2 separate regions of the Lactuca sativa genome follow, and region 1 is linked to region 2. Evidence: chromatin contacts called from public Hi-C data. All regions are on one chromosome and are shown on one strand. The core of a region is the stretch at or near the end of the contact, and the rest is flanking DNA. Distances in the headings are between cores, read along the strand shown.

Region 1 (3,434 bases), core at 647-3,146, 190 kb before region 2:
ATGATTGATAAAAACCAAGGTTCTAAATGGCGTGAGGCGTAACATGGCAGCAAGGCCAAGCGTCAAGCTTAACGAGCCATGACATTTTTCAAGATGTGATGTAAGGCGGCGATTTTGTATTAATTTAAAATTATATTACCACATAAATATAAATTTATATTAAATATAACTACTTTTTAGAAGTGTTAGATCAATAACTAATAACAAAATGTTAACAAAAACCACAATACTTGTAGACATAACAAAGAGCAAAAAACCGTGTTTCAAACAAAAATCACGCGCCATAATACGTCATGGCGCGTCATATCACGCCTTGTCACGCACCACGCATAACAGCAAAGTTATGAGGCTTTTTGTAACGGCAAAGTCACGCCTCACCTCATACCGCGCATTGGCGCGCCTTTTAGAACACCCATAAAAACCAAATTCTGTTGGATTATTGATGCCTACATAATTACATTTTATAGTTTATAATAGATAAAATGGTACAAAACTCGAATTAAATATTACATTGTCAATTTGATCTGGGTATTGTATCATATAAAATTTAACAACACATTGATTCTATATACTTAGATATGGTAGAGTTTAACCAGAAAAGAATCTTTTCCAGGATTGCCATGGCAGAAATCCTCCTGCAAAACCCACAAACAATCACATTCTACAATGAACTTCTTATTAATTAGAGTAAATTACACGAATGGTCCTTATGGGTTGGGGTAATTTGTGCGTTTGGTCCCTAACTTATTTTTTTAACTCGGAAGGTCCCTACTATTTGTTTTTGTTACGTGCTTGGTCTTTGTTACACGTTTGGTCATTGCCTTACCCAAAACAACTATTATTTAAATAGGAAAAAATGATGGGATAGGTAAGGTAAGGTGAGAGGGATGGGGTTGGGGGTGTGTTTATTTAAATAGATTAAAAAATCAAGGGCAAAATAGTCTTTTTATGTATAACAGGGACCAAGCGCGTAACAAAAACAAACAATAAAGACCTTCCGAATTAAAAATATAAATTAGGGACCAAATGCGCAAATTACCCTAAACCATAGGGACCATTAGTGTAATTTACTCTATTAATTATCTGCAAAAGCTCACTAATCACTTCATATATTTGTCAAGAAACAGCAATTAATCTTGTTTATTGGTTACCACAATTAGGGCAGCGAATATACTCCTTTTCGATCAAAACTAGCCCTGAACCTCCACATTCGAAACATTTCTTCTGAGCCACCTGCCATGTCCAAAATTATAAGTTTATACCTTATGCTTTCAATCCAAATAGAAGAACAAGGAAAATGATTGTCTCACAATTCGTTTGCTAAATTCGATCCCTGCAACTACAAACGGTGTAACTCCAGCTGCAATTTCAAAATTAAACAAGGGATATCCCTAAGTATTACATACACCTAATATGGAATCAAGTAATTCCAAATAACTGACGCATTTTTTTACAAATTTGGTGGTTAACGGATGAGCAAACAAAGAGATACATACCGATGGTGCCAACGACAATTTGCCAAGTGATCTGTGGCGTAAATGGATCTGAAGTAATGGTGGAGACTTCAACAACTGCAGAGACACGATTCCTTCTATTGCTGAACTGGTGGCGACTTCTGTGATATAAGTTGTTGGACCTTCTGTTGCTTCGTGAAAAGCTCTTGGAACCGATAACAGGAGGAAGATTTGGTAAGCTCGATATCGCATCCATGGCTGTTCACAGCCGGATTCGCAAACAGAATTTAAGTAAACCCGAACGTTGGACGATGGATCAGAGTTAAGGCTGATCGTAGCCACCGAGTTTGAGCATCAAACGAGTCACAGAAATGAACACGTCGACAACCGCTAATCCGCCGTCCATTGCCGGAGCAACGATAACCACTCATCTTCGAGACTGACGTGACGTCTGGTATTGACCCAATTAAGACCGATTTCTTGGACTCGGCCCACTTCAATTCCATTAATTGGATCAGTCCATTTTGAAGAAAAAAATATGGATGGACGATAGGACGTATATAAAAAATGCCACTACTTCTGAATTGAAGGGGTAATTAGGTAATTAGCTTTTTGTTATTATTTAATTTAAGAATTTATAAATTTATGTGAAAATCATGCCAACTGGTTCTTACACTTTTAAAAACATTCAACCACTATAATTCTTCACCCGAACTCCACTGTGCACCGTTAATAGGAAAGCAAAATTGCAGATTGATTTTAGATCAAAAGCAAAAATTCAATAAATTAATTTAGCAAGTAAACACTGAAAATATACATCAAAGATATGTAAAAACCTTGATCGATTTTACAAACCTATACTAAAATAGATCGATTAGACACAAAAAAAAAAAAGTTAAATAAATAAAAAAAATGGAATCAATCAAACGATAAGAGGTATCAAAGGCTGGCATCTTCTTAGAGTTCGTTAGGGTTTAGTGAGCTCAATCATTTCCTTATGAAGACTCCTTCAAAGTTAAGACACTAGCTTCTGGCCATCTCAAGGTTTATCAACTTCAGGTTTTGTAATCGTCCAGTGCAAATTAGGGATGAGCATATGGACCGGGGAACCGGCCGGAACCGGTACCGGAACCGGTTGGGCCGGGACCAGGACGTTATTTTTGTGGATTTTTGGAACCGGAACCGGTAAAACCGGCAAAAACCGGAACCGTATGATGCTATTTTTCAAGGACCGGTTCCAACATTTGAAGACACGACAAGAACCGATAGGAACCGGGAACCGGTAGAATCACCAGGCCGGTTCGGTTCTTGATTTTGGCCAAAGCCGGTTCCCTGGTCCGGTTCGGTCCTTTTGCTCATCCCTAGTGCAAACACAACCTTCCAACATCAGGCTTCGAAATAGACCATTAGGCACTTTAGGTTCATCAACTTCAAACTTCATATCTCGTCACACCATGATCAATGATCGTTGGGCACTTCCCCGTCCAAAGCTCCAATAATAACACTTTGAAGGAGTATACATCAGATTTCTCAATGGTGAACCCTTGTTATCCCTTTTCACTCACCCGTCCACTCACATCAGTATTACACTCAGTCTATGACAATTGATTTATACCTCTCATATCTTCACCACTAGCTACAACAACACCACCCTCTCACTGACGCTGCACCTTTGTCGACTTTCTCCTTCTTCACCACCTACTTCGGTTTTTCAGATTTTCTAGTGGTTTCCTGGTCAAAAGAGAAAATTACAGAAATGGTCCTTGTGATTTTGTCAAATTCATAGTTTTGGTCCCTAAGTTTAAAATTTGATAGGTTATCCCTATGGTTTGTGAATATTGCACTGGAGGTCCATGTTCCATATAAAAAGACCAAATTACCCCTTCTTTCTTTTTTCTTTTTTCTTTTAACATTATATATATATATATATATATATATATATATATATATATATATATATATATATATATATAATAGATT
Region 2 (3,664 bases), core at 443-2,942:
GCAAGAATACAAGTCCCAAAAGTGGAAATAGCGACAAATGTGGGTGCAACCCAGAATGAGAAAGTAGTCATTGCCATTGTAAAAACATTTTTGTACAACCATTGTGCCTCTTCCCTCCTGATATCATGTATTCTAGACAAGAACTTCATCTCCCATCCATGGAGCTTGAGAATTCTCATGTTTTTTAAAATTTCAAAAGTTGTTTTCATCCTTTTATCTTTATACATCATTAGCTTCTCTTGAAACTTCTTCTGGAAACGCCCTAGTGGTATATTGGTCGAAACCACAATTATGGTAGCAACAAAAGCAGCAAGTGAAGAAAGTCCGAGATTTTTATACAAAATTGCTAGTGCCAAACCAACCTCAAGAATCACTAGCCATGGGTTGTGCATGTAGCGGCTAAATTCACCGATTCTTTCAGCATCAACAGCCATTAAATTAATGATTTCGCCACTAGACTCCCCCTGCTTTGACTGAGATGAAAGGGTCAAACCTTTAAGGTAGATTGTTGCAACCAAAGCCGATCTTGCCTTGATTCCTGCCTGTTGTAGCTTAAAATCTTGATGTCGTTGTGCTAAACACTCCACTATCTTAGCAACAATGAATGCAGAAACTAGAAGAAAACCCTTCTTTATGTCTCGCTTTCCATTTACATATTCTACATATGCATCTATGAGGAAAGGCCCAACATATGAAGCCAAAGTATACACAAGAGAAAGAAGTGCGGTGATTAATATGTCTCTCCATATTGTCAAGATCACAGCCTTGGCGAGAACAAAAGTAGTGATTTGACTATTTTCTCTTTTACCCGATTCTAGTTTACTTCTTAAAACCGAAAAGGCTCCTCTTGCACTATTGACACTGTCAAGTTCTGGAACGTCTTCAAGGTCTAATGGCTTCTTATATCCAGTAGCAATCAGAGGATGAATCCAAGAGAAAGTTAATAGACTAAAGATACTTATGTTTGTTGAAGGAGTTATAGTTTCATTCAAGAGGGATTCCGATTCTTGATACAAATGGTTTATAGTTCCATTTACGATGTTATCAGAGAACCCCACATAACAGAGACATAGACTGACAAAAGTTGACAAAGCCTCAAAGATCAAGTATTGATTTTGTTGGTAGTTAAGATAGTCCAAGACAAGGCAAAAACAAGAGATTAGGGAAAAAGAAAGCCACCAAACCTTCAATACAATGGGATACAAGGATTCGGTGGAGTTAGAAACATGAGTGTGCAAGTACAAAGAAACAAATGACCAAACAAATGCTCCCAGAAGAGTATCCTGGGAGGTGATAATGCTTTCATTGGTCCTACCATTTTTATACCAATAAAAAAGGTTGAATAAAAGCACAAAGAGGTTAAGAAGCACAAGAACTACACAACAAAACAGGGTCTGCTTGTAAAACAAGGACCTATTGTTGGACCTAAGAATTTGTTTGGGACCTCCATTGCTATTATTCCTGAATTTTCTGCCAAACCAAGTGATGAATAATAGAATGAAGAAACCAAGGTATAGTGAACGAGAATACCCATGCAAGAGCCTCGGGGTCAGGGGAATGTTGGTAGCATCATCTGTCAAAATACTCGAAAGCGGAGAAAACTTAACAGCAATACCCATTAGTAATGATTCATGGTCTTCCTTGTTTAAGTTTATAATATGATCGACCTTGGTGGAGGAAAGAGAGTTTGGTGAAGTCTTCTATTGTCGTATTGGTGCTAATGATGCGCACGTGTGGGTCCAATTCATTTGGTACATAAACATTTTATATGGTCTTCTTTTATTAGAAAGATACCCTAGTCAAAAGTAATCATCTCGAAAAAAAAAATTATAATTATTTAATGAGTAAATATCATTGATAATTAAAAAAGAATTATTATTTCCACTTTTAGTTACAAAATACTAATTAATACATACATAACTTTTTATTAAAAATGAAAATAATACATATCTTATTAAACAGACAAAAATGCAAAAATGTTTCCATGGTATGCCATTTTTTTTTTCACTTTTTAATCAAAACAATGATTTTTTTTTTATTGGTGGTCTTTTTCAGCAAGTTTGTTTGTGGTTTTAGTCTTTTTAAAAACTAAAATGACTATACCATTTTATTTTTATTTTTATATTTTTTAATATCTATTTTTTATTTTAATAAAAAAAATAAAAGAGGGCCCAGTCACCCACACATCCTCTCTCTCTCTCTCTCACACACACACATACACATATATGAAATCATCAGCTAAGCTTTTGTATTCGGTTCTTTCCGGACGTAGAGTCATATGAAGAAATAGACCCATCACTACCATCAGCTGGAATCTTTCTCCCCTAACTCACCGTCTCCTTTATATCATCTTAGATTAGTTTAAGAATTTCATTCAAAGGTGTCATCGGCTCTGATTCTCCGTATCTCTTGATCTGTGTCATCAGGTAAGCTTTTTTATTAGGTTCTGCAGGTGATTTCCTATTCAAGAATACGAAACAAAGTCGATTCTTTCCGATCAATATGGAACCCTAAATCGATTTCTTCAATGTGCACGTGTTCGAGAATCTAGAACAAAATTAATGCTGACCCACAAATCTGGAACAAATGGATTTTGACCCACACCCAACCATCGTCTCTCTACCTCTTCTTGTGCTTCTTTTGTGAGGCAATCGACACCTAATTGGCTTCTTAAACAAGCAAAAAGGTTATGGATGAAAAAGATATGTGAAATAACTCAACACAGAATCCATGGTTCCTGGAGATTTGTTTAAGAGAAGACGAAAATGGTGTAAACCAGATTCCGATTCTAACAACCCAAAAATCATGACAAAAGTTTTGGTTTTCAAAAGACATTTTCATAAATCCATAAGATTGAGAAACATTGTTTTCAAAATAAACCCACAAAATCAAAGTATCAAAATAATCTCTTAAGGCATAAATCAACATGAGGATTTGTACAATCGCACCTTCGTCTTGCCCCAATCAATAATACATATACAATGCATGCACATTGGGCCTAGAACATAAAAGTGAATTGCCCCTAGGACTACATGCATAAGACTGGATTGCCCCGACCCATATTCGTAAGACTAGATTGCTCCTGGCCTACAGTCGTAAGACTGGATTGCCCTGAGTTTGTTGGCCCACAACATGAAGACGTACCTCTTCAACCCAACCACATTATGTTGATACATGCACTAAAACGATAACAAGCAAACACAGGTAATCATATCAGGCCTACTAGACTAACAAAACACTACATCATAACAACATCCTACACAAAAGGACATGTACTGCAATATAAATTATAATGAGAAAACTCACCTCGCAGACTAGCAGACAACAGCACAGCTCTCACAAATCCAAGACAGGTACTATAGGTCATCTATTTAACAATCAAGGACCAGATTCTTAAACTACAGTCCAATATCCACTAGTTGACCTAGAGTCAAATTTGGTCAAAAGTCAACGGACAACCTGTAGTTGACCTACACTCAGCATATCATACAACTCTACGCTTAGCGTAAAGCTAAGGGAGGCAAAACGAGCAAGTTCAGAGCTACACTAAACGTACAGTAAGCTACGTTCAGCGTAGCCACCTGATGTCCAACTTTTCATTAAATTCTTAAAGCAAAAGGTCAGCCCCTCAAACATTTAGGATTAGGATTTCAAATGAATTAAC

What was found. Hi-C and Micro-C count contacts between places; a contact is called where the count stands out from the background.
Region 1: a Hi-C map of leaf shows a contact between it and region 2, with 10 times the contacts expected there. The contact joins the promoter of LOC111888184 here to the promoter of LOC122194371 in region 2. A contact is called at or near these places in 3 of 4 Hi-C or Micro-C datasets (leaf and seed).

Annotation. Positions count from the first base shown.
Region 1 is chr9:163,367,865-163,371,298 of Lsat_Salinas_v11, reverse strand. LOC111888184 reads right to left here and starts at 1,896. Exons shown (of 4, transcript XM_023884317.3): 1 at 1,497-1,896; 2 at 1,311-1,360; 3 at 1,152-1,233; 4 at 416-635. The coding sequence starts at 1,710. The coding sequence ends at 589.
Region 2 is chr9:163,177,312-163,180,975 of Lsat_Salinas_v11, reverse strand. LOC122194371 (ABC transporter C family member 3) reads right to left here and starts at 1,692. Exons shown (of 10, transcript XM_052767485.1): 1 at 1-1,692. The coding sequence starts at 1,619.